Linked DNA regions of Mus musculus: all the other regions are linked to region 5. A link is a contact called in public Hi-C, HiCAR-type, HiChIP or PLAC-seq and promoter capture Hi-C data. All regions are on one chromosome and are shown on one strand. The core of a region is the stretch at or near the end of the contact, and the rest is flanking DNA. Distances in the headings are between cores, read along the strand shown. Region 1 holds the start of Bves (blood vessel epicardial substance). Region 2 has its middle 4.6 kb from the start of Gm40639. Region 3 holds the start of Prep (prolyl endopeptidase). Region 4 holds the start of Cd24a (CD24a antigen). Region 5 holds the start of Prdm1 (PR domain containing 1, with ZNF domain). Region 6 holds the start of Popdc3 (popeye domain containing 3). Region 7 overlaps Prep (prolyl endopeptidase).

Evidence for each region. Promoter capture Hi-C pulls out the DNA fragments that hold promoters and counts their contacts. Hi-C and Micro-C count contacts between places; a contact is called where the count stands out from the background. HiCAR-type assays count read pairs that join an accessible place to other places. HiChIP or PLAC-seq counts read pairs in DNA pulled down with a chosen protein or histone mark.
Region 1: a contact with region 5 is called in a HiCAR-type map of astrocytes, with 2.7 times the contacts expected there. The contact joins the promoter of Bves here to the promoter of Prdm1 in region 5. A contact is called at or near these places in 3 of 39 promoter capture datasets (the HPC-7 cell line, hippocampal neurons and stem cell-derived epiblast-like cells), 2 of 115 datasets of contacts at active chromatin or transcription factors (astrocytes and embryonic stem cells) and 1 of 9 other capture datasets (embryonic stem cells).
Region 2: a Hi-C map of the 63-12 cell line shows a contact between it and region 5, with 2.9 times the contacts expected there. The contact joins the enhancer-like site here to the promoter of Prdm1 in region 5. A contact is called at or near these places in 1 of 39 promoter capture datasets (macrophages), 12 of 484 Hi-C or Micro-C datasets (the 63-12 cell line, the AML12 cell line, CD8 T cells and 8 more), 20 of 115 datasets of contacts at active chromatin or transcription factors (the 230-238 cell line, CD8 T cells, the SCID.adh cell line and 16 more) and 2 of 9 other capture datasets (adipose tissue and embryonic stem cells).
Region 3: a contact with region 5 is called in a Hi-C map of B cells, with 32 read pairs. The contact joins the promoter of Prep here to the promoter of Prdm1 in region 5. A contact is called at or near these places in 10 of 484 Hi-C or Micro-C datasets (B cells, CD4 T cells, bone marrow-derived macrophages and 5 more), 22 of 115 datasets of contacts at active chromatin or transcription factors (the 230-238 cell line, SST interneurons, bone marrow-derived macrophages and 11 more) and 4 of 9 other capture datasets (adipose tissue, embryonic stem cells, liver and 1 more).
Region 4: a contact with region 5 is called in an H3K27ac HiChIP or PLAC-seq map of T-cell acute lymphoblastic leukemia, with 2.7 times the contacts expected there. The contact joins the promoter of Cd24a here to the promoter of Prdm1 in region 5.
Region 6: a contact with region 5 is called in a promoter capture Hi-C map of embryonic stem cells, with 2.8 times the contacts expected there. The contact joins the promoter of Popdc3 here to the promoter of Prdm1 in region 5. A contact is called at or near these places in 1 of 39 promoter capture datasets (embryonic stem cells) and 1 of 115 datasets of contacts at active chromatin or transcription factors (stem cell-derived neural progenitor cells).
Region 7: a contact with region 5 is called in an H3K27ac HiChIP or PLAC-seq map of hepatocytes, with 5 times the contacts expected there. The contact joins the enhancer-like site here to the promoter of Prdm1 in region 5. A contact is called at or near these places in 8 of 115 datasets of contacts at active chromatin or transcription factors (the 230-238 cell line, astrocytes, embryonic stem cells and 3 more) and 1 of 9 other capture datasets (embryonic stem cells).

The regions. Positions count from the first base shown.
Region 1 is chr10:45,333,931-45,337,949 of GRCm38.p6, forward strand. Bves (blood vessel epicardial substance) reads left to right here and starts at 1,805. Exons shown (of 8, transcript NM_024285.3): 1 at 1,805-1,951.
Region 2 is chr10:45,017,559-45,021,779 of GRCm38.p6, forward strand. No RefSeq gene overlaps it. Among named protein-coding and RNA genes, the nearest start is that of Gm40639, 4.6 kb to the right of the region's middle. Within about 2 kb of position 2,938, at least 68 of the 459 cell types and tissues checked have an H3K27ac peak or open chromatin away from gene starts, as enhancers often do. A contact at or near this core is called in the 63-12 cell line, CD8 T cells, the SCID.adh cell line and 8 more, where this site is marked.
Region 3 is chr10:45,064,501-45,068,518 of GRCm38.p6, forward strand. Prep (prolyl endopeptidase) reads left to right here and starts at 2,716. Exons shown (of 15, transcript NM_011156.3): 1 at 2,716-2,875. The coding sequence starts at 2,831. It also overlaps 2310075K07Rik.
Region 4 is chr10:43,576,966-43,580,630 of GRCm38.p6, forward strand. Cd24a (CD24a antigen) reads left to right here and starts at 2,204. Exons shown (of 2, transcript NM_009846.2): 1 at 2,204-2,357. The coding sequence starts at 2,289.
Region 5 is chr10:44,456,577-44,460,509 of GRCm38.p6, forward strand. It overlaps Prdm1 (PR domain containing 1, with ZNF domain), which reads right to left and starts at 2,172. Exons shown (of 7, transcript NM_007548.4): 1 at 1,891-2,172; 2 at 49-294. The coding sequence starts at 1,932.
Region 6 is chr10:45,286,981-45,291,210 of GRCm38.p6, forward strand. It overlaps Popdc3 (popeye domain containing 3), which reads left to right and starts at 2,325. Exons shown (of 4, transcript NM_024286.1): 1 at 2,325-2,595. Gm15934 (predicted gene 15934) reads right to left here and starts at 2,436. Exons shown (of 2, transcript NR_155869.1): 1 at 2,243-2,436; 2 at 331-653.
Region 7 is chr10:45,102,113-45,106,258 of GRCm38.p6, forward strand. All of the region lies in intron 6 of Prep (prolyl endopeptidase), which reads left to right. Among named protein-coding and RNA genes, the nearest start is that of Prep, 37 kb to the left of the region's middle. Within about 2 kb of position 2,264, at least 55 of the 459 cell types and tissues checked have an H3K27ac peak or open chromatin away from gene starts, as enhancers often do. A contact at or near this core is called in the 230-238 cell line, hepatocytes and thymic regulatory T cells, where this site is marked.

The sequences.
Region 1 (4,019 bases), core at 555-3,054, 880 kb after region 5:
TTGCTCTGGGGAACCCCTATCTCTGCTTTCTTGATGATGGACTTAGAGGGGGCATCCTCCCAGGATTAAGGGGTCAGAACTTTAATCCTCTTGCTTGTACAGCAAGCATTTTAATGGCCAAACCTTCATTTCTCAAGTCCTATGAATTATTTTAGTAGCAATCTAGAACAAGAGTGTTCTAAAATTTACTCACTGTTCTGTGGTTAGAATATAGGCTAATTCCAGATCTCATATAATGAGCCATCCCCCAATGAACAAACAGCCACACAGGGAAACCTTTTATTTACAGCGATCCACACCCATACCTCGAATGTATTTAATTGTGGGAGCCAAAATGGCAGACAGAACATCTAGAAATTAACAGACTGAATAGTTAGCGATAAAACACCCAGAATCTGCATTAACACCATTCTAAAACCTTTGCGGGTGTGATGAAATTCAGCTCTCAACACAACCCTAAGGGGCTGGAGACATGGTTCAGTTAGTAAAGTCCTTGCTGCACAAGAATGAAGACAGAAGTTTGATCCCCCAAATCCATGTTAAAAAGTCGGATGTGGAGGTTCAGTTTGTAATCCCAAACTGGTGAGGGTGTGACAGGCAGGTTCCTTGAGGCTCCCTGGTCCGCTAGACTAGCTTAACCGGGAACTTTCAGGTTAATGCGAGACTCACAAGACAAGACTGATGGTCCCTCTGCATGCCCTGGGACATACACTCATGAAGAGAGGAAGAGGGGGAAAGAGGAGAGCGCGTGGGGAGAGCATGGGCATGAAGGTGAGATGGGGGGAGGGAGAGATTTGAGAGCAGGCTCTCTTGAGGTGGAGGAAAGAGGAAAACCGCCACTGTGATCTCCTGCCATCCACCTTCTTTGAGACTTACTTTTCCTGCCCTGCCACTGAAGTTCCCAGGGACTCTCCCCTGTCCCCATGGATACACTGGGATAACAGGTTTTAGGCTGTTGCATCCTGCGTTGTGGAACTGAAAACTCAGGCTTCTCGCTGGTAAGCACTTTACTACTGAGCCAACTCCTCTTTAAAGATTTTAAAGGTTCAATAATGCTGGGACCAAGCCAAGCCATCAACACAGGGGCCTGTGGGGAATGCCCCAGAGCCAACTGGAGCAGACAGATTGCAACTTGGTCTATACTACTTGGCTCTGGAATAGCAGGCGTGCTCTCTACTAGGCAGATTGGACCAATGTGCACCTCGGGGGTACTCTATACGCATCCTGACATAGCGGGGGTTCTGTTTTGATCTTTGATCCCACAGGACTGCGTTCTCTGTCACACAGAGGACACTTGGTGGTTATCGGATGTCCATTTAACCTTTCTATTTGTCCTATAAACTTCATCCCACCGATTTTTCATTACTGTGAACTTTCTTGCATTTCTTATCTGGTCCGGTATACCATGTCCAGTATAAATACTGATTGAAGAATATGTCCATATCCTATTTTTTCTCAATTTCTGGTCCTAAATGTAAGCATTTAACCTCGCTCCTTTGAAATCCAGCCTGCTAGCTTGTAGGTGGGATCTGGCTGGGCTATCAGGTGTCTCGGAGCAACAGCGCCCTCCGAGCCTCGGGCAACTCTCCGAGGGGTCTGTCCTCACTCCCCTGCCCTTTCCAGCGGGGGGCGACCCGCGTCCGCGCGTGTCCCCACTCATGCCCAAACAAGGAAGCGCGGGAGCGGGCGCGCGCACGCGGTGGGCCAGGCAGCGGGTCTGCGGGGAGCGGGGCTCCGCCCGCGGGGGCGACCTCGGGCGGCGCGTGCGCCGTGCGCCCCAGCCGGCCGCCGGGATGCCTATTTTAGTCAAAGCCTCCGCGAACGGGGAGCGGGCCGGGGCCGCGCTGCCTGGGGACCCGCCGCGAGCCCGTCCAGCCACCGCCGCTCGCCGCCGCCGCCGCCGTCGCAAACTTTGCGCGCGCCGCCGCCCCCGGGCCCCGGGACGCGCAAGGTAAGGAGCCAGAGCGCGCGATCGCGCGGGAAAGTTGGGCACGGAGCGGCCGAGCAACTTGCGATGCGCCCGCGTCCCGCGTCGTCCTTGCAGCCGCCCTTCGCCTGCCCGCGCCCCGGTCCCTCGGCGGGACAGCGGGGGGCCGCGGAGCTGTGGACGCTGACACTGCTGTGAGAGCAGGGCGAGCGGGTCCCGGGTGGGGGAGCAGTGGGAGCCACGGGTCCTCGCCACCCGCCCGCGTCCTAGAGAAACGGGTGGCTGCCAGACGGATCCCACAAAACCGTCGCCCCGAGCCGCCCGGAGGTGCGCGGAGAGTCCGGGAAAATATCAGTGAATTGCGCGTCTCCTCAAAAGGTTTTTGCTCATCGCTATTCATCTTCTTCTTTTTTTTTTTTTTTTTTTTTTTTTTTTTTTTTTTTTTTTCTAATTTGGTCAAGGTTTAATGTGCTAGCTTGCTTCCTCGGTCAGGTATGTAGACCTGCAGATGCCTATTTGAAAACCAGTAGATGGGCACGCTTTTACTACAGTGAGTAATTTGGGGAATTAGACGTGGAGGATCTGATGAGAAAGATGACGTTCTGATTTTGACAGTTTACAAATTCATCCAGTAATCTAACCTTCTTCATTAGATCATCATTCATTATTCGTATAAGGGCAGTTCAGTGTAGGCCACTTAAACCTATTAAGAAGTGATTAAGCAGGCCGTTAGACTAAGTCATTGGATAGCGAAAAAAAATTGAACTGATTTATGACAGGTAAGAAGCATTTCACAGCAATATATGTAACTATATATCTACAGCTGCATATAACATTTGCGTATCTTTAATAAGTGTAGCGTAGCAAAGTATGTTCTACAATATGCCTGCATTTAAACCTGGCCATTTAGGGCCGGTGAAAGAGCTCAGGCCGTGAAGGTACATGCCAGCACGCCTGGCAACCTGGGTTGTATCCCCAGGACCCGCGAAGTGGAAGGGGAGAGTCTCCAGCAAGCTGTCCTCTGACTTATGCACCCGTACACCACTGTAGAAATAAACACATGTAATGCATTTTAATAGCTATTAATATTTTCTGGTTTTGAGGAAAATAATAGTTTTCCTTGCCAATTTCCTTTGACCAGAAATGTAAGCTTTTAATGCCACTTCTAAAACCTAAAAGTGAACTATAGCAGATTAGGAGGTAGCATAGGCGAAATATGAGGGGGTGTTTGTGTCGATTAATTTAGTACAAAAATCTGCTTTTGAACATCACAACCCGACTGAGTTTTTTTGTTGTTGTTGTTTTGTTTTGTTTTTAGGGGTTTTCTGTGTAGCCCTGACTCTCTCTGTAGACCAGGCTGGCCTCAAAACTCAGAAATATATCTGCCTCTGCCTCCTAAGTGCTGGGATTAAAGGCGTGTGCCACCACTGCCCAGTTTCGACTGAGTTTTTAAGACCCTGTAGTAAAGCTGTCTCTAGTCCTAGGGGCAGGGATGGGGTTGGGGCTGGGGTTGGGATTGAGGCACAGATTAAAAAGAGAGGCAACATTGGCTGGCTTGTGGTATAGAAGCTGATCAAATGCAGGAAAGTATGATTGAAAAATGATTTTTACATATGTGTTATGTTTCAGGCTCATCTCCTTAGGCTCTTCCCCAGTGACATTATCTATAGGGTCTTGGGAGTGTACGGATTATCCCTGCCTCCCACAGGACATTGGGTAGCCATGGCAACAGGAGGCAGGCGTGACACTCACACTCATTTTAGGGTTCTTGGAACCAGCCCATCGTGATAAGCTTGTATTTTTATTAAGATGTTTGGAAGGTAGTTGGACTCTTATTTTTTTCTTTTTGTAGAAAATCAATATTTAAGTCAACTTTAAGTCAACTGTTATTATTTGTGAGCTGTTTAGGGTGGGTATGTGTTTAGGTGGTGGAGTGCTCTCTTGTCCCCTTTAAAGCCCCATGTGTGAGTGTGTGATCAGCACCACAAAACAAATGTCACGAAAGTCGGCTTTGCCTCAATTCATTTCATAAGATATACAGAATTCATCCACATATACTTGTGTCATGTCCTTTCAAGATGTTCACACCTAT
Region 2 (4,221 bases), core at 1,688-4,187, 560 kb after region 5:
CATCTATTAACCCCACGCTAGATAAGTATTTTTTAGTTATATCGGCACCTCCCGGAAACCAAGCTATGAGGAGCAACGAGGCCATGGAGATGTGCGCAGAGCCTGGGAACAAAATCGTCTTCTGTGTTTCTCCTGCCCGTAGCATGTTGGCCACGCAGCACCCAGGCCAGTCTGGGTCCCGTTAGAAATTTATATTCTAAAATCATGCGAAGGATTTGCTTTGATTTTTTCCAGCACTGTGGTAACATTAAAACCAGTTGAAAGGGGGATTTTGAAGTCAGAGCTGTGAAGGAGAGGATTTGAGTCTGGAGTTACGTCATGTCTGTGTCCCCCATCCTTCTGCGGCACGGATGGGTCTGGTCTGATAAACTTCCCTCGCTCAGTTCCAACTCTGGTGCTCTAAAAAACAGTTTCAGTTTCTGCAGAGCTCCCCCTATTCTCCCAACAAAGCCACCGTCCTCTTTTTACTCAAGAGAAGTTGACCTAGTTTTCTATTACCTGAGGTAGAACAAAGTTCAGTAGCTTGGAAGAGTGACCTGAGCAAAGGATTTCGAAACAAATGGCTCTGTATTTGAACCGCAGCCATGCCAGCCACCCGAGCATGCGCATTATTTCATTTCTGGAGGTTTCAGTTTCTAACACAAAGGGATAAAAGTTAGTAAGACATCTGTCACAGCATCGTAATGATGACTTCATGGAATACGTGCCTGAAAGTTCAGCTGGGCAGCCTCTGCTGTTTTACACGGTCAGCAGTATTCGTTTCCAAGACGCCCAGTGTATTAGCCATTCACTCTTACACGCATTCATTCAGCAATAATTTGATCAGGCAAGTGCCAGCTATAGGCTGAATGCTGAATTTGGTGTTGTGCCGGTAAATAATCACAAAGAAGGATATCAGGAGATGGGGGACACCGCTCAATGGTTAGCGCTGGCAGCTCATCCAGGGGACACGCGTTTCATTCCCAGCACCGACATGGTTGCTAACAACCATCTGTTAACTCCAGTTCCAACACTTTCTTCTGGCTTCTGCAGCCAATCCCTGCAAACAGTACACAGACAAACATGCAAGGAAAACATCTACACGTGTAAAATAAAAATAAATTTATGAAGAAGGAGGATAACAGGTCTCTGGCCTCAGAAAGTGTGGTGCCATTGAATACCTGTGAACGGTTGTCAGGGAAGGGTTTTGTGTAAATACAAAACAATAAAATGTAAATGAGGGCCAGGATGGGACTTAGTGAATCTCATGAGATTTTTAGAGGAAGGTAAAGTTGGTGATAACTATAGTAATCCCGGAGAAGCACTTTTAAACTGATCTGCCCTTTCTTATGCACCAAAACCTTCAGAATCTTTGTCCCTCTGAATGAACAGCCCTGTATCAAATACTTCTGGGCTGTTTGAACCAGTTCCTTCAGTCCTCGGTATCTGACTATGCTAGTTCATGTCCAAAGCCTTTTATATTTTTGTCTTCTAAATTTCTGTTGAGTGTCTTGCCTTCTAAAGCAGGCGTAGTTACTCTGAGTTAAGGTTCAGTGCTTGCTAAAGTTTGGTTTTTGCCTTTTTGTGATTTCTTCTAATAACACTTGTTCTGTGAACACTCCTGGAATCCCCTTCTGTCTAACTGGACTCAGTTTGAATTAATTTTAAATTGGGTATTGGCCAATTACAAAGCAAACTTTGATTTCATATGAGAAACGACTATTTTGAATAAAAGAGGGGAAACCTGCCAATATACCTTTCACAGTATTATGCTATATGAACTGGTAGGGCTGAGCCTGGCATGTGTTAAGTTGTAAGCAATTAATAACAGTCCATCCATTCTCAGAATTGATCACCACTATGGCTAATATCCTAGCAGAGAGACTACTGACACCAAAATCTTTGTCATGAACTTTATTACCGCTCCAGGAAGTGTCAGATGTTTATGGGCACATCGCATACAAGTATCTGAAAGCAGGGTGGCTGAGTCACCAGATTTAGGCCTTCCAGCGTCCAGATGTTAACTTCCTCCAGTGAGTGCCAGCTGTCACGTCCACTCCTTCCAGCCTAGCAACAGTGGGCCCTATGATTTGTTCCTGCCATTAACCCAGAGCAACAGACCAACATCTGAGTCATTCAGAAAGAAGAAGAAAGCAAAACAAAACAAAAAGCAGTGTCAATACAGAGCTGTGACCCAGAAACAAACACCTCCTGCCACAGTGAAAGTCCGTGCTCCCAGTGAGAGGGTGTGGCTGAGCTCCCAGGGATGGCATCGCGGGAAGGCTTCTCTCTTTGTCCCTGCCTGCTTCCACCTGAATCTTATAAGAATGGCTCCCAAATAACATCTTCTAACCCAAACCGACTGTTTACCTTTGTCTATATAGATGGAAAGTATGCAGAGGCGGGGCTCGTGAGGGTGGAGTGGTGAAGAGACATGAGTCTATATAGCTTGTTATTAAAGTATTAGAAGACATATAAATATCAAGATGTTCATTAGTGCCGCCTAAAGCGTAAGAGGCTGAGCTTTATTCCCTTTGGCCTTTCAGTTTCGGTTTATGCGAGGCTGCATACATGAGATGATCTCTCCTCTAGAACAACCCAGAAGGTACTAAGCAGGATGAGCCTCTCCTAGCCTCTTTCCTCGGTTTTACTCTAAGAGTTACAAAGATTGCCAATTCGGAAGCTTCCGGAGCATAAAAGACACACAACAGCTAAATATTTCATTGTTTCTCTGGCAAAGCAGCAAATATTTTTGTTTTGTCTCTGTCTTTCAGATTGTTTGCATCATTCCTAAACTTACACCCTGACTTGGCAGCAAGTTGGTATCTCTTGATAATAAGTTTCACAAGGGAAGAAAGCGACTCAGGGTTGCCGCTTTCCTGACCTAGAACACGAGGTACCTTTGTCAGCCTCCAGATCAACCACATCACAGCTGTGTTCTCACACATGAGCCCTTGTTCAAAGCGGCACGCGGCCATCTCATACCATCTCCCTTTGCCTGTAGCATCTGTAAAGATTACGCATAGCTTTGGCCTTTCTTTGCTTTCGGTTTAACACATGAAGCTGCTGAGGAGAGGGTGGGTGTTAGAGCTGGTGTTAGAACAAACTAGCTGTGCTCTCTCCGTCAATGGCGGCCTGCAGTCCTTCCAGGAATTTTGAAGAATTATACTTCCTTCTGCTTAAAACCACATAAGGGTAGTCCTATTTTCAACTCTCAACCTGGGACAGTAATCAATTGTCTAAAACACAGACTCCTAGGAATGATCCTACACAGCATTACAAACTAAATTATTTTATAAGGGATAAAAAAAATATGCATGGAATTTTTTAAAAAGACTTAATTTTTCTAAATTCATGTTTTATTGAAAAATGGGAAGTAAACAGAGGTAACACAGACAGAAATTTCTTGGTTTAAAAATAAAATTTTACCACTGCCAAAGTTACATCACTCTTTATAATCTGACAGTAATGCCCTATTGCTGAAGATACACTTACTCATGTCATCAAGCAGGGAGAACTTAAGCTGGTGCCTAGCTAAAAGCTTTGCCCCTGCCGACTGGTATCCATGGTGCTAGAAGGTACTTTGCATAATACCAGAGGAGAAAAATTTGTCCTCGATACCACTTAACTACAAACCCTGTGACCTACAATGGTGGTCTTCTGCAGGCAATACAGATGTGCTATGGCACAGATGTTAAAGGAGTAACAAGCCACTTTTTGATTGGGTTTAAGACGCATTGCATGAAACAGAATCCACACTAAAGAATACACTGCTAAAGTGGCCAAAAGTCTAAAATAGATAGGTCATAGGCCCTAGTGGGAAACCTACTGCTAAAGGCAACTTCTGCAATAAACATAGCAATAAACTGTCTGGATGATTTAATATGGATATATTGCTACACTCATAGATCAATGTGTCACCTCACCCTCATGGAGAAGTTTCACCTTCCTGTGAATAGTGACTAACTAGAGACCCACAGCTGGACAGTGTGCAGAAATTGAGAGACTTTAGAGTAATCAGCTCTAAATGAAATGTCTTTAACAAACCCCTTCTCTCAAGACTCAAGGACCTATGTGGGAGAGGAAGCAGAAAGATTCTCAGAGACAGTGATAGTGGCTGGCTCCAAGGAATGGCATCTTCCACACACAACAAGGCTGCTACACATATGAACTCACAGAGACGGTGTCGGTCTGTACAAGACCTGAACAAAGTTCAAAGCAGACAAAATCCCAACATAGAGA
Region 3 (4,018 bases), core at 1,466-3,965, 610 kb after region 5:
CATGTTAAAGTACAGGCTTTTCTGTGTCTGACCTTGCTTTGAAAGACACAGACACCTTTAGACCTTCAGGCACTAAGCTGGACAGATTCTGGGCTATTCTACCCTGACTACAGTCAGGTTACAACTCTGGCCTACTCCCCAGCCATGTGGCCCATTCCTGCCATCGTGCTTGGCATCTCTTTCATTGTTCCGATGGCATCTCCCTGGGTCCCACCTGAGACCCCCCTTTCTGGAAGTCCCACCTTTTCCTCTCCTGCCCAGCTATCTGTGTCCAATCAGAAGATGGTGGAAGACAATGTTTTTTTTTGTTGTTGTTGTTGTTTTTTTCTGTTTTTTTTTTTTTTTTTTTTTTTGATTTTCGAGACAGGGTTTCTCTGTATAGCCCTGGCTGTCCTGGACCTCACTTTGTACACCAGGCTGGCCTTGAACTCAGAAATCCGCCTGCCTCTGCCTCCAGAGTGCTGGGATTAAAGGCGTGTGCCACCACGCCTGGCGAGGACAAAGTTTTACCAAACACTGAGTCAGGAGAGGCTTCACAATAATGACAGGTTTACGGCAGTAACTAAATCTCTGGGTACAGAAATCAGCATTTGAATGCACAATGCACAAAAATATCCCTCAACAATGTGTGGGTGGGAGGAATACTTTCATAAGCAACTTGAGGTGGTGCTGAGCAGCAAATCACTAGCCTGCCTCTTAGGGACAAAGTTCAATCAGTGCTATAAAAAAGATGCTGCTGAAGGCTGTCTTGGAGGTGCTCCCCATGCCCCTACCCACCCCCTCAGTAACAGAGACACTCTGGTCTTTATTCTGGAGATAACACTTCCATTTCTAAAACAGTTCAAATGCTTCATTGATAACAGGGAGGTGGACTTTAGGACCAACTGAAGTAAGGGAGCCTTGGTTCTGTCTTAGTGTTGGGTGACTTAGGCGCTTTAAGGTGGCTGAGATTTTTCTGTATCTGTTAAATAGAGTTTGTTACGGGATTAAAGGGACAGCACAGATCTAGAACCTGGAAAACATGAAGGGTATACAACCAGGGAGTGCAGGTTTTCAGCTGTCGAGGTCCAAGGAGCTGGACACGTGGTTGACCCTAAGGAGAGAAAGTGAATGGTATCAGAGGCTCCATTCCTCCCTGAGTATTGTCATGGCTTGTGAGTTCCACACACCCACTGGGGGAGAAGGAATAATGGAAGAGTTGCCGCTAGCAGATCTGCTTTGGGCATGTCTGCGGGGCATTTTCTTGATTGCTATTTGATATAGGAAGGCCTAGCCCTCTAGGAAGTACCATCCATGAGCAGGTAGACTTGGGCTGTAGAACAAATGAGTTATGTTGACCTGTAAGCAAAAACAAATCCTTTCCTCCCTGTGTTTGTTTTCTTAGTCAGAGTTTTTTTTTTTTTTTTTAATCACAGCAACAGGGACAATGATAATAATGATAATAATAATAATGAGCTGCTGCTACACTTGTCAGTCTTTCTAGCATAAGTAGTCAAACTCAAGTTTCTCTTGCTAAAAAGGATGCCCTTGTAAACTACAAACAAACTGCATCTCTATGTGCCTTCTGAGGGGGAAGACGTCGGACAGGTAGAAATGAAATGTTAGCCTTCAGGGACTGAATCCTGGCTCTCTTTTCTTCTCCACCCCTACTATTTGTGAAACTGAGCAAAACAAAGTTCCAGTTTATCTCAACTGTAAAACTGGGACAATAACAGTTTTCAAATCAACATTTAAGGAGGCATCAACGCTTATCTGGGGATTCTCTGAGTCAAGTGTCCTTGGGATTATCTTTATGACGCACTGCACACAGAGATGGCAGGAGCTAGACCTCCTGGCAGCCCCTGGCGACTGGGTTCAGTAGTGCTAGCCTGCAACATGAGCCTTAATAGTTAGAAACCAACAGTGAGAATTCTCTTATAATGCAGACTTTTACTGATGGCCCTATCTTTCCCATGGCAAGTAGGAAGGCAAGGACACATTATACACATTGAAAATTGGGGCTACAATGCCTCTTCTGGGTGGTCTACAAAGGAGGCCCATGGATAGAGAAGTGTAGTCAGTCAGTCTTCATGATGGGTTTGAGATCAGGCAGGAGGTATCTTGTCTCTTTACAACTCAGGAACAGTGTTGCTCAAAATACAAAACCCGAAGCAGAAGGGAGGAGCCATAGGGTCAGACAAGGACCCTAGGTTACCATAAGTTCTCTCACCTCGCTCCCCATCAGTCAGTAAATCTCCAACAAGGGATCATCCATTGTCTTGGCAACACCTCTGAAGAACCTCTTCAGCCTGGAGGCCGAGCAGTCCGTGTCCATCAAGGGTTAAGGGAGGAAGCTGTACTTCCTTCACGATCACCTTGAAGCATTTCTTCTTCCATATACAGAGTGGCTGGTGGCAGGCAGGCGGACGGGCGGGTTGGGGAAAGCCGGCCTAGGTCAGGGAAGAGGCAAAGTTTTCCTTCCTGGGCGCGAAGGAGGGGAGGCGGCGTAGCGCGGGGCTGCGGGAGGCCGGTCGCCGAGCGGCGTGGCGCGGCGTCGCCAGCGTGCTCCTCCGTGCGCCCGGGCGCGGCTGGTGCTCCTGCAGAGGGAGCTGTGCGCCCGTTCCGGCGCCCGCGCGGCGACTCCGCTCCCTCTTGTCGCCGCTTGGGCCCGCCCGCCGGGGAGGGGCTCCCGGCCTTGCCGACAGCGTCTTCCTGCTTGGCGCACTGCCCCACCGTGAGTCCGCCCGTGCACGCCGGCTGTCCGCTCGCCCGCTCGCACGCCGCCCTCCGCCGCAGTCCGCGCCCAGCCTCGCCCGCACTTCCCCCCTTCAGCCCGCGCCCGGATCCGGCCATGCTGTCCTTCCAGTACCCCGACGTGTACCGCGACGAGACCTCCGTGAGTACCCCGCTCTCACCGCGCCCCCCGACCCGCGCCTCCCGCAGCTCGGTTCCCGCAGCCCCCGCTCGCCCCGCGCCGCTCCCCGGCCTTTGTTTGCGGAGCCGCCCGGGTCGCGGGGCTCCTCCCAGCCTGAACCTAGCGGGCGGCCTCGGCCCACGTGTCCACGCCCGTGGTCAACGCCGCTCGGCCCCAAGGACAGACCCCCCGGGCAGGCATGGGCATCTGGGGCCAGTGGGCAGCCAGAACGTACCCCTGTGCTTCTAAGAGGAGAAGCAGTCTGGCTTAAATATGGTGGTAGCACCAAGTGTATGCTGGTGTGTGTGCGTGGGAAAAATGATGTAAGATTTGAAAACAAAAGCAAACTTTGAGAACTTGGAATTTGCAAGTCCTTAGAGTTGAAGCTCATTCATTGCGCTTTAAGGCTGTGCTGTCCCGAATCGGGTGCCTGACGTTGGCTGCTGGGATGCAAATAAGGGAGGCAGTGTTGGGGAAGGAGCAGTGGGCCCACAGTGTGCTGGGGCCAGTCAGGTTCGCTTAAGAAAGGAAGTTAAGACGGGGTGGCCTTTTGCAAGGAAAGTTTTCCCCGCTGGGAGTTAACTGTTTACCTAAGCTGCAGGTGAACTGCAGGTAACTTGAGACCCAGGTAGTGAAATTCAGAAGTGTGTGTGTGTGTGTGTGTGTGTGTGTGTGTGTGTGTAAAAAGTAGTTTGGGACTTAAGTGGATTGAATCCAAACATTAGGACCCCAATTCCTGTAGTCACAACCTGGTTTCTCAGGTTACTTAAAATAGAATCAAAGTAAAAATATTTTTGTATAATACCATTCTATTTTTTTTCCTGTTTACTTTGATCTGGTTCATGACAGAAAATGTACTCTGAACTCAGCACATCACACATGGAGGTAAAGTCTCAGTGTTAAAGACCTTCTCCTTTTCAAGTGAACGTCCAAGTATCTGTGCTGCATTAATGGGTGACCCCTGGGAACCATGTTCTCAGTTGGTTTAACTGCTTGCTCATTGAATTCATCTTCAAGGGGACTGGTTAACTCCCAGACAACCTGAATGCTGTTGTTGGTGGCCCTCACTACCTGGGTGACATTGGGCAAGTCTTACCTGTTGTGAGTTCATGTGTGAGGCCCCCT
Region 4 (3,665 bases), core at 954-3,453, 880 kb before region 5:
GGCACAGAATGGCCAACATCCTGCAAACACAGAATCGGTCCGTTCCCCGGGAGATTCTGCACAGGTGGAGAACGGAACAAAACACCACATAGGAGCGAGCCTGCGGCTCAGCTCGCTGTTTCTTTCAAATCACACAGAGAGGTAAACGGGGAAGGTAACTGCTTTCTGTTTCCTGTTCCCTCCAGCCAAGGAGCAAATGCCAAGGGAGAGAGCTAAGAGCTAGGCACTGGAGCGCGCAACAGACACAGCAGTCTTTTGTGTTTGCTTTTGAGATAGGGCCTTGCTTCGTAACCTTGGATAGCCTGGAACTTGCTCATGTAGACCAGGCTGGCCTGGAACTTGCAGTGAGTGATCTTCCCGCCTGTGCCTTCTTAGAGCTTGGTTTCCAGGCATGCACTATCACAGCTGGTGTACATTAATTGCTTAATAACACATCGGTTACAGTGTCACCATCACCTGCGTTTTACAGAAGAAGCAGCCCCAGCTTTTTGTCCAAAGTAAAAAAGAAAAAAAAAAAAAAAAAAAAAAAAAAAGAATGTCTCATAGCATTTGGGCCGATACCTGGCTCCAGAGGCTGTGTTGTTAACTACGGCACCAACACATTTCCTTAAACTAATACCGAGAGGGAGGGGAGAGAGATCAAGTTGGAGGAAGGAGGGGCAAGAATGGAGAACTGAGGGGCAGAAAAAACAAGCCTAGGGCACAAAACAAAACAAAACCCCCAAACCAAATGGAAGCCAGGAATAACTCCAGGAGTAGCCCCATAGCCTGTTGTCCTGAAGAAACTCTGAAGACGGCGCCCTTGGGGTTAGGCGCTATTGAGTCAGTCCTTGCGCCACCCTGGGAGAGGAGCGCCGCCGTTGCTGGGCACAGAACGACCTTTCTATACAGTGTGCTAACTGTTAAACAGAAAGTTCACTGGCGCTATACAAAAATTCCTGTGCGCCCAAGCACACCTCACACGTGGAAAGTTACTGAGCGGTTGTGGCTGACTTGGTAAGGCTCAGGCAGCCACAAACCAACGACTGTGGAGTCCATTGTCAGCTTGCTGCCATAAAACTTTGTTTTTACGAGGCTGTTCTGCAAAAATTGAAATTTAAACAAATTTCCACCGTTGCTAGGTTTGCTTTGTTTTGCTTTAAGGTCTGTAAAACACGTGGGCTAAACTTTAAATAGGAAGGTCCTAAACCCTGTGATTAAAGATTAGAAAATATTCTACCACTAAGTTGTTTTAAAGTTTGCTTTGAAGTTTTCACAAAAGAAGGTCGAAAGAAAGATTCCACTAAAATGTACAGACGGATGACTAATCTTTCTGAATCGGTTTGTCAAATTACTTAAAGGCAACTATGGGTGGAAATGGCTTGAATAAGAAAGCGTTCGAACGCTGAGCAAGTACTGTGCCACAGAGGCAGAACAAGCACGTCCCCAGAAACGTGGAGAATACTGGGACCGAAACCCAGTCCCTCGCAATGTCCCGCCCCGTGGCCGAGCGCAGCTGGCTGTTGCCTAGGTCCGGTTGGATGCTCCCGGGTATGGCCGGGTGCGCGATGCTTGATGCAGCACTAGAGGAACTCAAAACACAAAGCAAGCAGCCAGGGGCGGCCGCCCAGCCGAGCATACTCACGGCTGGGGCCCGGGATCCTGGCGATCCCTGCCGTGCAGCCGCCAAGGGACAGTGCGTGGCGACGCCCGGTCTCCTCCTCGCCAACCCCGCGCACCACGGCCCGGGGACCTGCCAAGCCTGTCCCGTTCCCCCTTGCAGCCGGCACTTGACAAAAACCAGCCCTGAGCTCCGCGCAGTCTGCGCGGCGCCCGCGGCTTCGACTTTTCGTGTTGGGGGGTAAGATGGCAGGGCCGGGGAAACAAAGGAAACTTGGGCCGGCCGGCGTGTGTGGTTCGTGTGCTCGCCCCAGGTCCCGTGTGGGAGTCGCCTGCGCCTGTGCATGCAGCCTGCCCGGGGAAACCCTAGCTGTGCCAGAGCCCGGGGCGCCCGCCCACCTGCCGCGCTGGCCGCCCCGGGACATCCCAAGTCACCCCGGGCCGGTGCAGGCGGCGGGGGAGGGGCCGTGAGAGCCGCACAGGAGGGTGGGGGTGGGGGCGGGGAGGCGGCGGGGGAGGAGGAGAGCACGGGTGGGCGGGCGCCGCACGTCACGGCTATTGTGGCTGTCCCGGTATATAAGGTCCCGCCGGCCGGCCGCGCTCCCCACCTTGCCTGCGCCCGCGCGAGCTTAGCAGATCTCCACTTACCGAACATCTAGAGAGTCGCGCCGCGCGCCGACGGAGCGGACATGGGCAGAGCGATGGTGGCCAGGCTAGGGCTGGGGTTGCTGCTTCTGGCACTGCTCCTACCCACGCAGGTGAGACCCTGTTCTCGATTGGGCACTGGAGACGCGTCCTGGGGCTTGTGTGTGTGTGTTCGCGCGCGCGTAGGAGGGGCAAAGTCTTTGCCTCCGGCCAGGCACTGGGGTAGGGGGAGAATTTTGTGTAACTGACTTGGGGAACTCGTGGTGTGGATTCCCTCGAGAGAGCGCCCCCTTCCCTTCTCACGGAAGGTCTTCGCGCTCCCTGCGAACCACACAAAGAGAGGGAACGGTCCCCTTCGGGGGAGCGTGGCACACGCCCATCCTCCACCGTCCAAACTGGTTTGGAGATCACCCAGGAAGCCCTGGTTGTGGCTTTATCTCCCACAGGTCTTGAAGCTTAGTTAGGGACCTCCCGACTGCACAAACTCTCGCGGTGCGACCCCACACCTCCATCCCTGGCCACCTTAGGAGCCCCATCCCAACCTAGAATCCCCGGGCATTATAGAGACGGAGGGCAGGACTGTAGTGTCCCGATTCTCCGTCAGGCTTTGTCCTAGTCCACAGACGCTTCCTCTCTTAGATTTGTCCCGGGTACAGATCTTGCCCCCCAACGCCATGGGTGGCGCTGCTCTAGCTGCGTTAGGGTGAAGGCGCCGCGCCCAGAATGAGACCTGGAGCTGAGCCTGAGAGACTGGGACGGGACTCAGAGAATCCGACTGTAGCTTTTCACTGCGGTTGGTTCGCTTAGGGATGTCCCTAGGGCTTTTTGCCCCTGAAAAGTTGGGAGCGCCGGATTTTTGGTCCCTAGAGATCCAGGGTCCGGGCTCACCTGGGAGAGCAGCCCAAGAGCTTGAGGCGCGCTTCGTCTTCCCCTTCTCAGGCAGGGTAACTATACCCCATTGTCTTCTCGCTGCGGGTTGACTGTGCCCCGGGGCCTTTCTCAGTTCACCCGATCCCCCATCTAGGAGGGGCTGGGCATCGTGAAACTGGTTGGTCTCACTCAGATTCCCTTCTCCCCAGGGCGCCCCCCCCCCCCGAAATGTTGAGAGGGAGGTGTTGGTTAAACAAATCAAGGGAGATTGGTGGAGAAAAACTGTTTAATGCCAATTTAATAATTAACGTAAAATTTTGTTGATGGTGTTAGAGAGGACCTCTAGACTCAGACTGAACATTGGGCTCCTTTTTCATCATCATTATTATTATTATTTAGTTTTTTTGTCACCTGCTGTACTAAAAGCTCTTTGTATAAATGAAGAGCGGTTACTTTCCGGTACCCCTAAGACAGGCTCCCTGTTTTAAACAACTTAGCATATTAATGTTTTCCTTTTTGTGTGAATGCCACTTCCCGATAGGACAAGCTCT
Region 5 (3,933 bases), core at 922-3,421:
AGAGCTGGCCCAATTGCCAGTCAGACTTCAAGAAGGCAGCCGGCTTACCTCTTTGCTGTTGTTGGCAGCATACTTGAAAAGCAGGTTCCTTGGTAAGGATGCCTCGGCTTGAACAGAAGTACCCCCGTCAGCGCCGGAATCCCAGGGGTGGTCGTTCACTATGTATGTACACTTCTCTTCAAACTCGGCCTCTGTCCACAAAGTCATATCAGCGTCCTCCATGTCCATTTTCATGATCCCAGTCTCTGCCAGTCCTTGAAACTTCACGGAGCCGGAGCTAGACTTGGGGGCAGCCTGGAAGAGAAGGGAAAGGCTTTTAATCCCCATTGTCCGGCGCTCCTGTGCCTCCCTCTTAGAGGCTATGACTAACACGGTGCTCTGAAGACTTTAAAAGCTTGGAGTACTTGTACAGTTGAGTAAGAGTCCAAAGCCGTGTAAAGTAGACTGCCTTGAAGAAGCACGGTTTTAAAATGCAGCCTTTGGCTGAAAAAAAAAAAAAAAGCGTATATGTATATGTTAACCTCATCGGGAGAGAAAGAACAGCTACCTTTGAACAATCCTTGGCTTTATCACTCAAGGCAGAAATGTGTTGTGGGCGCTGCTGCGTCCTGTGTCCCGGGACGCCCGGGGTCATGGCCGCCAGACCCTCAGAGCTGTGGAAAAGCTGTCTCAGAGAAGTGTCACAAACAAGGGGAGGAAGAGGCAGGGGCGCTGCCTGCGTCTGAATGAAGCTAAAAATGGAAAACACGTGTGGTGCAGGAGCGGAACCCAGTCTGCCTTTTCCAAATGGGGAAAACTGAACTTTCCCACCAGCTCCCTAGCGAAGCAACTTTCAAAACAACTAGGTCCCCTCCCTCTGCCGCGCGCGCGCGCGCGTTCAGTCTCTTTCATCCTCCAGCAGGCAAGCCTGAGAGGGGTTGCATCCTGCCAGCATCCTTGAGTACCAGCCTTCCCGAGCTCCCATGGACCACAGGAAAAGAAAAATTGGGGAAGAGGGAAACACCCAGCAGTTTTGTTTGTTTTTTTAATCCGTGGGCATCTCGAGCCAGATAGAAAAATTAAAAACAAAACATATTAAAAAAAAAGTCAATAGAATTCCCTGAAGAGAATTCCTTTAGGAGCCCTCAGCCACAAATAGCACTTTCTATTTAAATGTGAAAGTGCATGAATTCCCAGAAGTCACTGAAGTGGCACAGTTTACTGTAACTAAAGTTATACAGAAGACTTGGGGATCCTCCTCTTATCTGCCCTCGGAAAAAGTCCTTTCCAAAGAGGAAAAGCAAGAAAGATAAAACAGCCTCTGCAACGTATTCCCACATAGACGCCGCAGATAAAAATTAGGAATAAGGATAACCATGTTAGAACGCGCGCTTGTGAAAATGTAAACACAGTACAGCGGGAGTCCCTCTCCGGAGCTGGTCTTTACAATTCGTCCCTAGATAGGACGCTCCGAGAAGGGGAAAGATGCTTACTTGTCCTTGTCCCGGGTACAACTTAAACTATCTCATTCTTATTTAGTTCCAACATGTAAGGTCATGTGGAACAAACGATGTTAAATACAAGTGAAAACCTAAGTCAACCCGGGATAGTTACAGTAATGTAAAGGCAGCGAGTGGCGAAGCGGACAAGAACCACTACTGAAATTTCAGTGAATTGACAATTATGTCTAGAACTGAAAGGGTTAATGATTCATACGGAGGAAAAAAGTCTTCTAAATGTTTGACAGTGCTCCGCGTACTAAAACAGAAGCGCTGGTTTCTACTGAGGCTTCATTCTTTTTTTTTTTTTAAAAGGGGGAGGGGGGAGAAAAGAAAAGTTAAAAAAAAAAGGAAGAAAGAAAAAGGGATAAAAGGTTTCAAATCGTATTAAAGACAGAATCTGGTTCCTTACCAAGGTCGTACCCACACGTTTTTCCAAGAGAAGATCCAACATCTGAGATAAGCCTCTCTCATGTCCACCCAGTCCACATCCTCCCGCGTCCCTGCCGGGCTGAGCAGTACTGACGCGCACCTCGGCGGTCCCTCCTTTTCTACGGCCGCGGGCCGGGCTCGCTCCGGGCGGACAGGTGCTGCGCGCTGCTCTTGCGTCTCCGCGACACTGGAGGGCCGAGTGTCACTGCAGCAGTGTCTGTGCGAGCGAGCGAGTGAGCGAGCGACTGACTACTCTTCCCCCTCCCTGCCCTGCCGCAGACTTCTTTACCAATACTGACGGTCTGATTCACTCCTACCAGCCGCCGCGATGGGGGCGTGGCCGCACCTGGCCAGCCCAGCCGTGCAGCGTGGGGTTCAGGGCTTCCCCCCACCGACTGCGACCCGCGGCAGCTTCCTCTGTTTGCAAATGGATTTCAACAAGGACTGGGAATCTTCTTACTTCCCTTTGCAGGCGCTTGCCCTCCATGTTTACCCACACTACGATTGTATTCTAAGTCCTCCGGATCGCTAGCTTCCTGTCGCGGCAGAGCGGGGCGGGGTGGGGGACTCCTCCTCAAAAGAAAACCCTAGTCACCTAAACTCGGTGTCTCAATTACAGGATCCGACGTACTTCGAAGGAAAGAGCTAAAGTATTTTGGCAGCACATGCAATACAATTTCGCTGTGTAGTCCTGGAGTCATTGCCAATGAAATAAATATTCTAAGGCGGTTCTCCTCTAGTATTAAACGTATAGGATTTCATTTCTCCTGCTAACTGAATACATTCAGCTTAGGTAGACCTAACTTCCTCCTTTCGACCATTTGGAAATAGGGAAACAGGAAAAAGTTATAATCATATATACTGGTTTTGTTGTCCCTGCCTCTCATGCCCAAACCCACAGCCAGGCTTCCGAGCGTGTGCGTACAATGGAGAGTAGGAATGCTTCCCAGTTAAAAAGGGGATGTTGGGCTGGGGGCAGTGAGTGGAAAGCTGTTGGAGGCAGTAATTAGTGGGGCTCGTTCTGAGCCTGGCCGGCTTTTCCTTCAGCCCCAGTCTGTCTTCTGGAGAAGGAAGGACATCCTGTGATGATGGCATACAATGTCCTGTTTGTTTATTATTAAGAGCGTGGACCTTGCATTCCTGCTTCTCATTACAAAACAAACCAGATGCGGTACTTCCTTCAATGGTCTTTTGCCTTCAGCAGGGATCCTCCAATTCACAGAAACAATGCTGCTAAGGGCCCATTTATAGCCAGCATCCCATCACAGCGACTTTTTAGATCACAGAAACTCAAGTCTTCCCCTTATCTTGCTTGCCTCATCGCAGGTTCCCCTCACCCCCACCCCCATTTTTAAAAATCATCTCTCCCAAAAGTTTACGATGTGGTATCTTTTCTAGTATTCTAAACACACGGGGCATACACACCCACCCACATCCAGATCCACACCCACATTCACACACCCAGACCCAACCTAATGATACCAACTTAGTCATACAATGAAGTGGACATTTGAGTATTTGTTTACAGGAAGAAATGAAACACAGCAAAACAAAAGCCCAACTCAATCATAAAGACAGGCTTGTTCTTCTGTTTTCCTTTCAAGAAACTTTCCCAGAAAAATTTTTTTGGGGGGGAGGGGTGTGTGGAAGGTATCACAGAAAATGATATGTGCATCTAAAAAATCCTTCTACAATTTATGTAGTTCGGAACAATCAAATTTATACCGGGGACAAGAGTAGAATACACTGGGGGGGGGGGGGGGGGTTGTAGGTCCACCTGTTATTTCATTTTCTGCCAGAGGGGGCGCTAGCACCAAGAAGAAACAGGCTGTTAGCTTGCTCTTGTGCCAGGGCTATATACAGAGAAACCCTGTCTCCAAAAACCAAAAAAAAAAAAAAAAAAAAAACCCAAAAAAACCAAACCAAAACAAAACAAAAAAACCCGAATGAACAATTCTTAAGAGTTCTCAGAAAGGTCCAAGTGATAATTAAACAAAAGAAATCCAGCCTCCTGCAGAGGGTT
Region 6 (4,230 bases), core at 1,075-3,574, 830 kb after region 5:
TGGTGCACCCAGCACTTGGGAGGCAGAGGCAGGCAGATTTCTGAGATCAAGGCCAGCCTGGTCTACAGAGTGAGTTCCAGAACAGCCAGGACTACACAGAGAAACCCTGTCTTGAAAAACAAACAAACAAACAAACAAACAAAAGACCTGTACTCCAAGCCACAGCCCCCTTTTCTCTTTTTCCCTCTCATCCCCTTGGAGGCTCCTCTACCAATAAAACTTCCTACGGGAGTCCGGCAGCGTGGTGGACCTCCAGGATTGTGCCGCTTATTCTAACAGCAGGTCCCACCTGCACTCCAGAAGAAACATAGAACATAGTAGCCACCAGAATCTGTCACACAGCATAACTTTATTGCTTCTAAGCTTTCAAACTTAACATTATGAATATAATCCCAGCAATTTCAAACACAGGACGCTCATACAATCGAGCACAAATCCAGAATGCATCTGACATAAACTTTCATGGCTTTCTTACTTCTCTAGCCTTCTTTCTTTTCTCCAGATAAATTTGAACACTGGAGCAAATTCCAAAGTGGTGAGTGGGAACAAAGGCCGGGAAGTCAAATGGTTTCCAGCCGTCCATGGTACAGAAACTGGGATGCTTGGCCTTTGTTCTTGTCATCTCTAGTCTTGGTTTCGTGGTCGTTCTGAGGCTTAAAACGGATTCCGATTACTCAATAAATAATGTTTGTCATGGGGACCAAAAAGATGGCCCAGATTGGCCCAGATGGCCAAGCTTGATGATCCACGTTGGATCCGCAGAACCCATGAAAAGGTGGAATAAGAGGAACCTCTTACACAAAGTTGTCCTCTGTCCTCCAGTCCCCTCTGCACAGCAGACACATAAACAGTGATAATACATGTTTTTAAAACTAGAAAAATGAGCTGAGTGTGATGTACACTCCTTGAATCCCAGCACTGGGGAGGCAGAGGCAGAGGCAGAGGCAGAGGCAGAGGCAGAGGCAGAGGCAGAGGCAGAGGCAGAGGCAGAGGCAGAGGCAGAGGCAGAGGCAGAGGCAGAGGCAGAGGCAGAGGCAGAGGCAGAGGCAGAGGCAGAGGCAGAGGCAGAGGCAGAGGCAGAGGCAGAGGCAGAGGCAGAGGCAGAGGCAGAGGCAGAGGCAGAGGCAGAGGCAGAGAGGCAGAGGCAGAGAGGCAGAGGCAGGTGGATCCCTTTGAGTTTGTGGCCAGTCTAAACCATATAGTGAGTTTCAGAACAGCCAGGGCTGTGTGGAGGGACCCAGTCTCAAAACAAGAAAGCAAGCAAACAAACAAACAAACAAAGTAACTACTAAATCAATCAAACAAACAAACAAATAAACAAATTAACTAACTAATAAAATAAATTACCTAATAAAACAAATAAAAAACACGAGAAAAAAAAATGTCCTTCTTGGAGTCATCTCTACCAGAATGGTTATATAAAATGAAAATCAGCAAAAAGGATGGCACTGAAATCTTTAAGTTGTGTGTCTCATTTTTCCTCCTTTGGTCAGGTCCAAAGGAAACTCAGAGTTAACTGCGGTGCTATTAGCATATCAAAGCACTGTCTCCACCTTGCAAGTACCTGCTAGCATCCTGGCTAGTCTCAGCTCTTCTCACCCCACCCTCCACCCTAAACTTCTTTACCCCTGCTTTCCTTCGCCCAGCTGCGTGTTCCTACAGGATCCTGACATTTTGGTCGTTCCTTCTCTTGGCTTTTAGCTCTCCGCGATCTTTATCTACGTCTTCTCTGTCTTCTCTTCTTCTCTTCCTCACCCCCACCCCATGTGCCACCTTCGCATGGCCTGGTTCAGTCTGTGGCTCATATTCAGTGTTCTACAAACTCTCCCTGTTCTAGACTCTTTCAGATGCCTCGGGCTATACTCCCGCTAGTATCTACAGTAAAAACCTCCTCAAACACGACTTGGAAAGGTCATGCCCGTATTTATTCACAGTTACCACGTAGTTTGGTCTACTGAAGAAAATAAAAACCTCATAGAGGCAAAAATGCATGTGACACTTGCTTTAAATTGCCCCTCCCCCCCTTTTTCCTATTATTTGAACTTATGTGGCATTTGTGTTTTGTCTTTTATGATCTATGTCCTTTATCTTTTTTTTCCCCCTTTAACCAACCTATTTACTCACAAATAAACACTGCCCCTTTTCTGCCCAGTACACATATATATCCCACACCTCTCTGGTGATTTTTCTTGTCTGTGGCCGGGTGAGAAGGCAGATAGTTGCTTCCCGTGCTGGTGCTCACCTCCATCACTCTCCACCAAGGGTAGCCCAGGGTCTGGGCCGAAGACTGGTTACCATGAGTCTTTACCAACTTAGAGCCTCGCGAGTTCCGCACCCTGCTGGCACCCGCTGGCTGCCCGCCTGCCTCGGAGCGCGCGCCCGAGCCCGTCCCCGCCGCTGGGAGCGGCTCTGATCGGCTGCGCCCTGCTTGAGCGGGCGCGGGAGGACGCGTCCGGGATCCCGGCGGGTGCGGGCGGGCAGCGGGGCGAGAGCGGTTCGGACCGTGGGTTTTCGAGTCACCAGAGCCGCCTGCCACTGCTCACTCGGCTGGAAAGTTCTACGGGCTCCATCGGGAGCGTCGTGAAGGCCGGGAAGGTAAGCTGAGAGCCGCGCGGGAGTGGCAGCCCAGCAACTTCGCAGGGCTGCCCGGACCGGGAACGGGGAAAGGCTCAGACCCCCGTTGCGCGTCCCCTCTGTGCGCGCCCTGGAGCCCGGTGCGCGCCGCGTGGCTTGCAGCTCCCCTAGGGATCGCGGGAGAGCGAGCGGTCCTCCCCCCAACGAAGCTGCCAGACCAGTGCTCCAGAACCTTCGCGGCGCCCTAGGCACCTGGTGCCCCAAGGAAAATATTTCGAGAGGAAAAGCAGATCCTGGGGCCCTGGCAGGTGTGCGTTTCACCATGGGCGAGTCATGCCCTGTAACACTTTCCTTTCCAAGACTAAGACCCCAACTGGGGTCTGTGCAGTTAGGGCGTGTGGTAGGTGCTGGGGTCAAAGGGCAGCTAGACTCTGACCTGCTTTCTGTACTTGGAGATCCCCTTGCCAGAGAAAGAACGACATTTATACACCCCACATGTCATCTCATCATCAAGATTGGTTTTAGCGGTTTAGTTTTGAGAGTCTGTATTGTAGGAAAGGATCAAAGACAGTGTCAAAATGCAGTACAAAGATCGAGGGGGAGAAATTTCAGCCAGGTAACATCTGGGGAAAGTGAAAAAGAAAAAAAGAAAAAGAAAAAAATACTAAAAGGATAAACATTTAATAAATTAATGGAAAGTAGGTTTAGAATCCCACTTTTAAAAGAAAATTGAATCAAAAATAACAAAATTACCCACCCTCCTGATGTTTCTGTTTCAATTTGCACGCTTGCAAAAGTGCAATTAAACTTAGTGACAGCCTTGGAAAAAGTATTATTGGTGCCTGTTGTTGTTGCCTTTTGTGACTATTTTGTTTCCCTGCTCATTTTTTAATTCTAAAATCTATTGCACGAAATATTTATTCTAAGCTAGTACAGTAATTAGGTGTTGTCCTTCATGGTAGAAAACAACAGCAACAGAGCTATAGACACAAACAAAAAAAATGGACCTCAGTTTCCCCATTTGCAAAAATAAAGGGATTAATTGGTTCCAGTTTCCAAATAACCCGAGGTTCTTCTGTCCTGGAAAATCTGTGTGTGGTCTTCAATAGTTTGAGATACTAAGCCAAACTGAAATCTAAAGCATTCTCTGTTGTCAAAACTTTATGGTTAAACAGGAGGCATTCAATAGTTAAGCTTATTAATCCAATTAGTTTTTCAAAATAGCTGAATCATTGTGTAGCCTGTGCTTGAGAATGCTTTCGTTCGTTCTATGCTGTTGATGTCACAGGAAGCCAAGATCCCAGAGTACAATCTTCAAGGCTCACGTGGACAGCTACAGCCCCTCTGTCTGCTCTTTCTGACCAGGAGAATCTGGAAGCATTCGCTATGATGTGTAACAAAGCAGATTTCAAAACTGCTTTGGAAAATGTCTATGATGGATATGCAAACCTGTTGAGGGTTTTTTTTTTTTTTTTTGTAATTATACTGTTCAGCTAGGGTTATGAGTGATACAGAGTTTGATTGAATTTACCTGTGGAAAAGAGGAACATATTAAATTACTAATTACATTTTTTAAAGGAAAGAGGGAAAAATCCTCCTTTATCTAAGTATAGAAATTGGGTAAAATATGTTAATGGAAAAATTATTATTGGTATT
Region 7 (4,146 bases), core at 1,014-3,513, 650 kb after region 5:
AGTGGCAGCCACTGGGTAACCCGTCAATAATCTGGTTGAATAAACTCGTCCTTAGCTGTGATCCACTGAGTACCTATGTTTGTGGCATGTCTTTGTTAGAGAAAATAGAAGCTGGGTGATCCTACTGAAATCAGCCACCTTTGGTGACACCTGAGTGCCCTCATCTACTCTGGGCAAATGAATATGCTTTATTTTAAGAAAGGTCTTGTTTGTGAACCTCGCTGTGGTAGCTCACTCCAGGGGTGAGACAGCACTCAACTCAGTCTCCATTTTATTGGTAGTATTTCCAAGTAGCTGGAACCAAGGCAAGCCCCAGATGCTAGCTTTCTTTTTGCCCTTAGTTATTTTCTAGTTGGGTTAAATCAGCACTCTAAATATAGGCCAGAGGACACCATAGAATACAGCTATCAGAATATTGACATATTAAACTTTGTAGTAGTAAGACTGGTGACTTTCAACTTTGATTCCTACCAATACCGTGAAGAAGGTAGGTAGATCTAGTATCAGAACATAACTGTCTCATTTATAGTCATTCTTGGGGTTTTGCTTGTGTTAATGTTTTATCAAGGACAAAAGTGACTATGACTTTAAGGAAGTTTGCAAGACTTAAAATCTTATAAAATAAAGGGTATGAAAACTAGAAACTTAGGAATTACATATTTCATAATTGGTCAGACTAGCATTACTGCTTCTCTTTTCCACACAGTGTTTTTAGTCAGATTGCTTTCAGAAAGCGAGGCTACTATAACTACTATCATACTGCTTAAAACAGTAATACTTTGTAGAGGAGGACTTAGGCTGTCCATCAAAGTCCAGACCCTGACTCTCTTGTTTGTTTGCTTCTTGATCCCCCCAACCCCACCGCTTATCTGTTAGAGTCAGAAAGACCTTATTAGCAGAATGTTTGTCTTCACAGTGATCTCTAAAAATCATCTTTAAAATAACCTTAAAGTATTCTAAGAAGCTAAGGAACTATTGTTCCTAATTAATTTTTAGTGGAGAAAGGTATTTTTTTCTAATCTGTACATTCAGAGGAAAATCATGTAGACATAGTTTTGAGATTGACAGCTTGAACGTTGAAAATACAAAGGTGTTTCCAGTTAGGCAAATTATGCGACTCTGTGATGATCACCAAGAGGACGACACCTGTCTTAACTGTCATTGTGACAGCGGTGTGCCCTGGGACCCCTGCCTTAGACTGACTGTGACCTGCTGGGGCTGTTAGTCTGGTGGTGCTGGGATGCTCCTGGGATACTCCAGAAGCAGCTGCTCGCCAAGGTCTGGTGCTCTCGCGCGAACGTTGCTGTTCTGTTTTTCCATTGACTGAGGCGCTGCAGCTGAAGGCCTGTCACTTGTGATTGATGTGGCCTGGCTCGAAGCAGCTGCACAGTTTCTGTCTGTTTTCAAAGGACAAGAGAACAAAAGCCTGAACTAATTAATGTTAAAGAGGCTGTTTTGCATAATATCTAATAAAATTATAATTGTGATTACTGATGCTTTTAATATAGGACTGTCTAAAAAGGTGGGGCTAACATGACGAGCATTAGTTTGTTAGCTTAGTAAAAGCAGAAAAGAAATGAAATGTGTGACTCTGATCAGTCGGAAGTGAAAAAGGGTCATAAAGAAATTGACTTTGAGGTGTAGTTGTACATACCTGTAATCCTAACACTCAGTAAGTGGAGCCAGAAGGACCAGGAAGGAACTGAAGGCCATCTGTGGTGGCATAGTGAGTTCAAGGCCAGCCTGAGCTTCATGAGATTCTGTCTTTAAAATATATGTGTGTGTGTGTATGTATGTATGTATGTATATGTATATTATATGTATATATGTATACACACACATATACACAGACACGCAACATGCGCGCACTCACACACACACAGGTCTGGGAATGAAACTGAGCATTTTATTCTCACCAAACTGAGGATCCAGAGAGACTGAAGGTGTGTGTGGTGGTGGCGACTTCCTGGGAAGAGTCACAGGGATTTGCTTTTGGATCACTCTGTGGCTTCTATCAGGATGCATGCGCATTGAATGGGGCTCCCTAATTCAGGCTGAGCTCAACACCCAGGAGCTATAAACCACTAACCGCTTGACAAGGCTTGGTGACAGCGTTATGACAAAAGTCACAAAGCCTTATCAGCACCTAGGGAGTCAGTGGTCCCTAGAGAGCGAGAGCTTGTGCAGTCAGGCTGCAGACCTGAGCCAGCAAAGCTGGAGAGCAAGTGGGAATGGGGCCAACTGGTTTGCCAGAAAATTAATTGATTCAAAACATTTTACAGGCAGATTAGAGAGAAAAAGTCCTGACGACGTTCCAAGTCACAGAGTCCAATTCAGAAGTCACCACATGGCCGATGAAGCACAATAATGTGACCTGGAGCCAGGAAAATCCTTAATCATACGGATAGATTCAGAAATGGCAAATGAGTTAGCAAAGACTTTAAAAATTATAGAAATAATTTACAACGGCTTTTAGAAAACGTTATACAGGACCAAGTGAAGCTCATTGTTTGACATGCCAAGATAGAGATGAGGGTGTTTTTAAAATGTAAATGAGGGGAAATGCTGAAAAAAAAAAAAAAGGTACTTTTGTTAAAATACACAAACCACAGATCCAAGGAGCACAGCAAATCCCAAGAACACTGTTAAGGCCAAGTCTGTAGTAATCTACTTACAAATAAGTGAAAGTAACAAGAAAATACCAAGAGCCTCCAGATAACACACACACACACACACACACACACACACACAGATAATGTCAAATGAAATGACAGCTCTGAGGCATTGCCAGTGAGCTGTGCTAAGGGGCCTCCCCCAGTGCTATTTTTAAAACTACAGACCTTCACCACATGTCCTGCCCCCTTTGCTAAGATTTCTTCCTATTATTTGTGGCACTTGTTGATGTGTAATATGTGGCATAGTTCCATGCTTACGTGTGATTGTCTCCTTCGTCTGGTGTGACATTTTCTGTGAGTTTACTGACACATCATTAATATACATAAATAAAACATGAGTTTGTACATATAGATACTTAGAATATGTCTATGAAATGACCAAATTAAAGGATCACAGGTAGAAAGTGTAGCAAGGCTCTTATACGGAACAAGAGTCAACAGTGTGACCCTGATATAGCTGTCTCGTGTGAGGCTATGCCAGTGCCTGGCAAATACAGAAGTGGATGCTCACAGTCATCTATAAGATGGAACACAGGGCCCCTAGAGAAAGAACCCAAGGAGCTGAAGGGGTCTGCAACCTATAGGTGGAACAACAATATGAACTAACCAGTACCCCCAGAGCTTGTGTCTCTAGCTGCATATGTAGCAGAAGATGGCCTAATCAGCCATCACTGGGAAGAGAGGCCCCTTGGTTTTGCAAACTTTATATGCCCCAGTACAGGGGAATGCCAGGGCCAAGAAGCAGGAGTGGGTGGGTAGGGGAGAAAGGTGGAAGGAGGGTATAGGGAACTTTCAGGATAGCATTTGAAATGTATATAAAGAAAATATCTAATAAAAAAAATAAATAAAGTTAAAAGAGTCAACAGTGTGTGTGTGTGTGTGTCTGTCTGTCTGCATGCGTGTGCATGCATTCATGTGTCTGCATGCATTCGTGTGTGTGTGTGTGTGTGTGTGTGTGTGTGTGTGCGTGTGTGCGCGCGCCCACTCATTTAAGAGACATTACTACAGAAGCATCTTGATTAACCAGATATCTGAACACTGTGGCTCAGCCAAGTTGACATAAAGTTTACAATCATACGACTGTAGAGATACCGAATTTCATACACTGCAGCCAGGTAATCACAGAAGTCACTACAGTTGTCTAATAAGGTTGAGTATATACATATCCAGTGACTGGTTACTTCCGTTTTAGGTCTCCCACCTGGGAAGTACTTTAGCTTACAGATATGTTTAAGATTTTCCTAAGGAATCGTTTATTGTATGAAGGAAACTGAAACAATCTAAATATTTAATAGTAGGGAGAAGGCTCAGTTGTGTGGAATCCCTAGATTGTATGTATAGCATCCAGCAGGTAAAATGTGTAGGTTACATTTATATAGATCAGTGAAAGCTAGTAATCAAAAAGATATTACATGAAAATGAGCTGTAGAAGAATAAGCGTAGGTTGATGCCGCTCTCACCAGGTCTTACA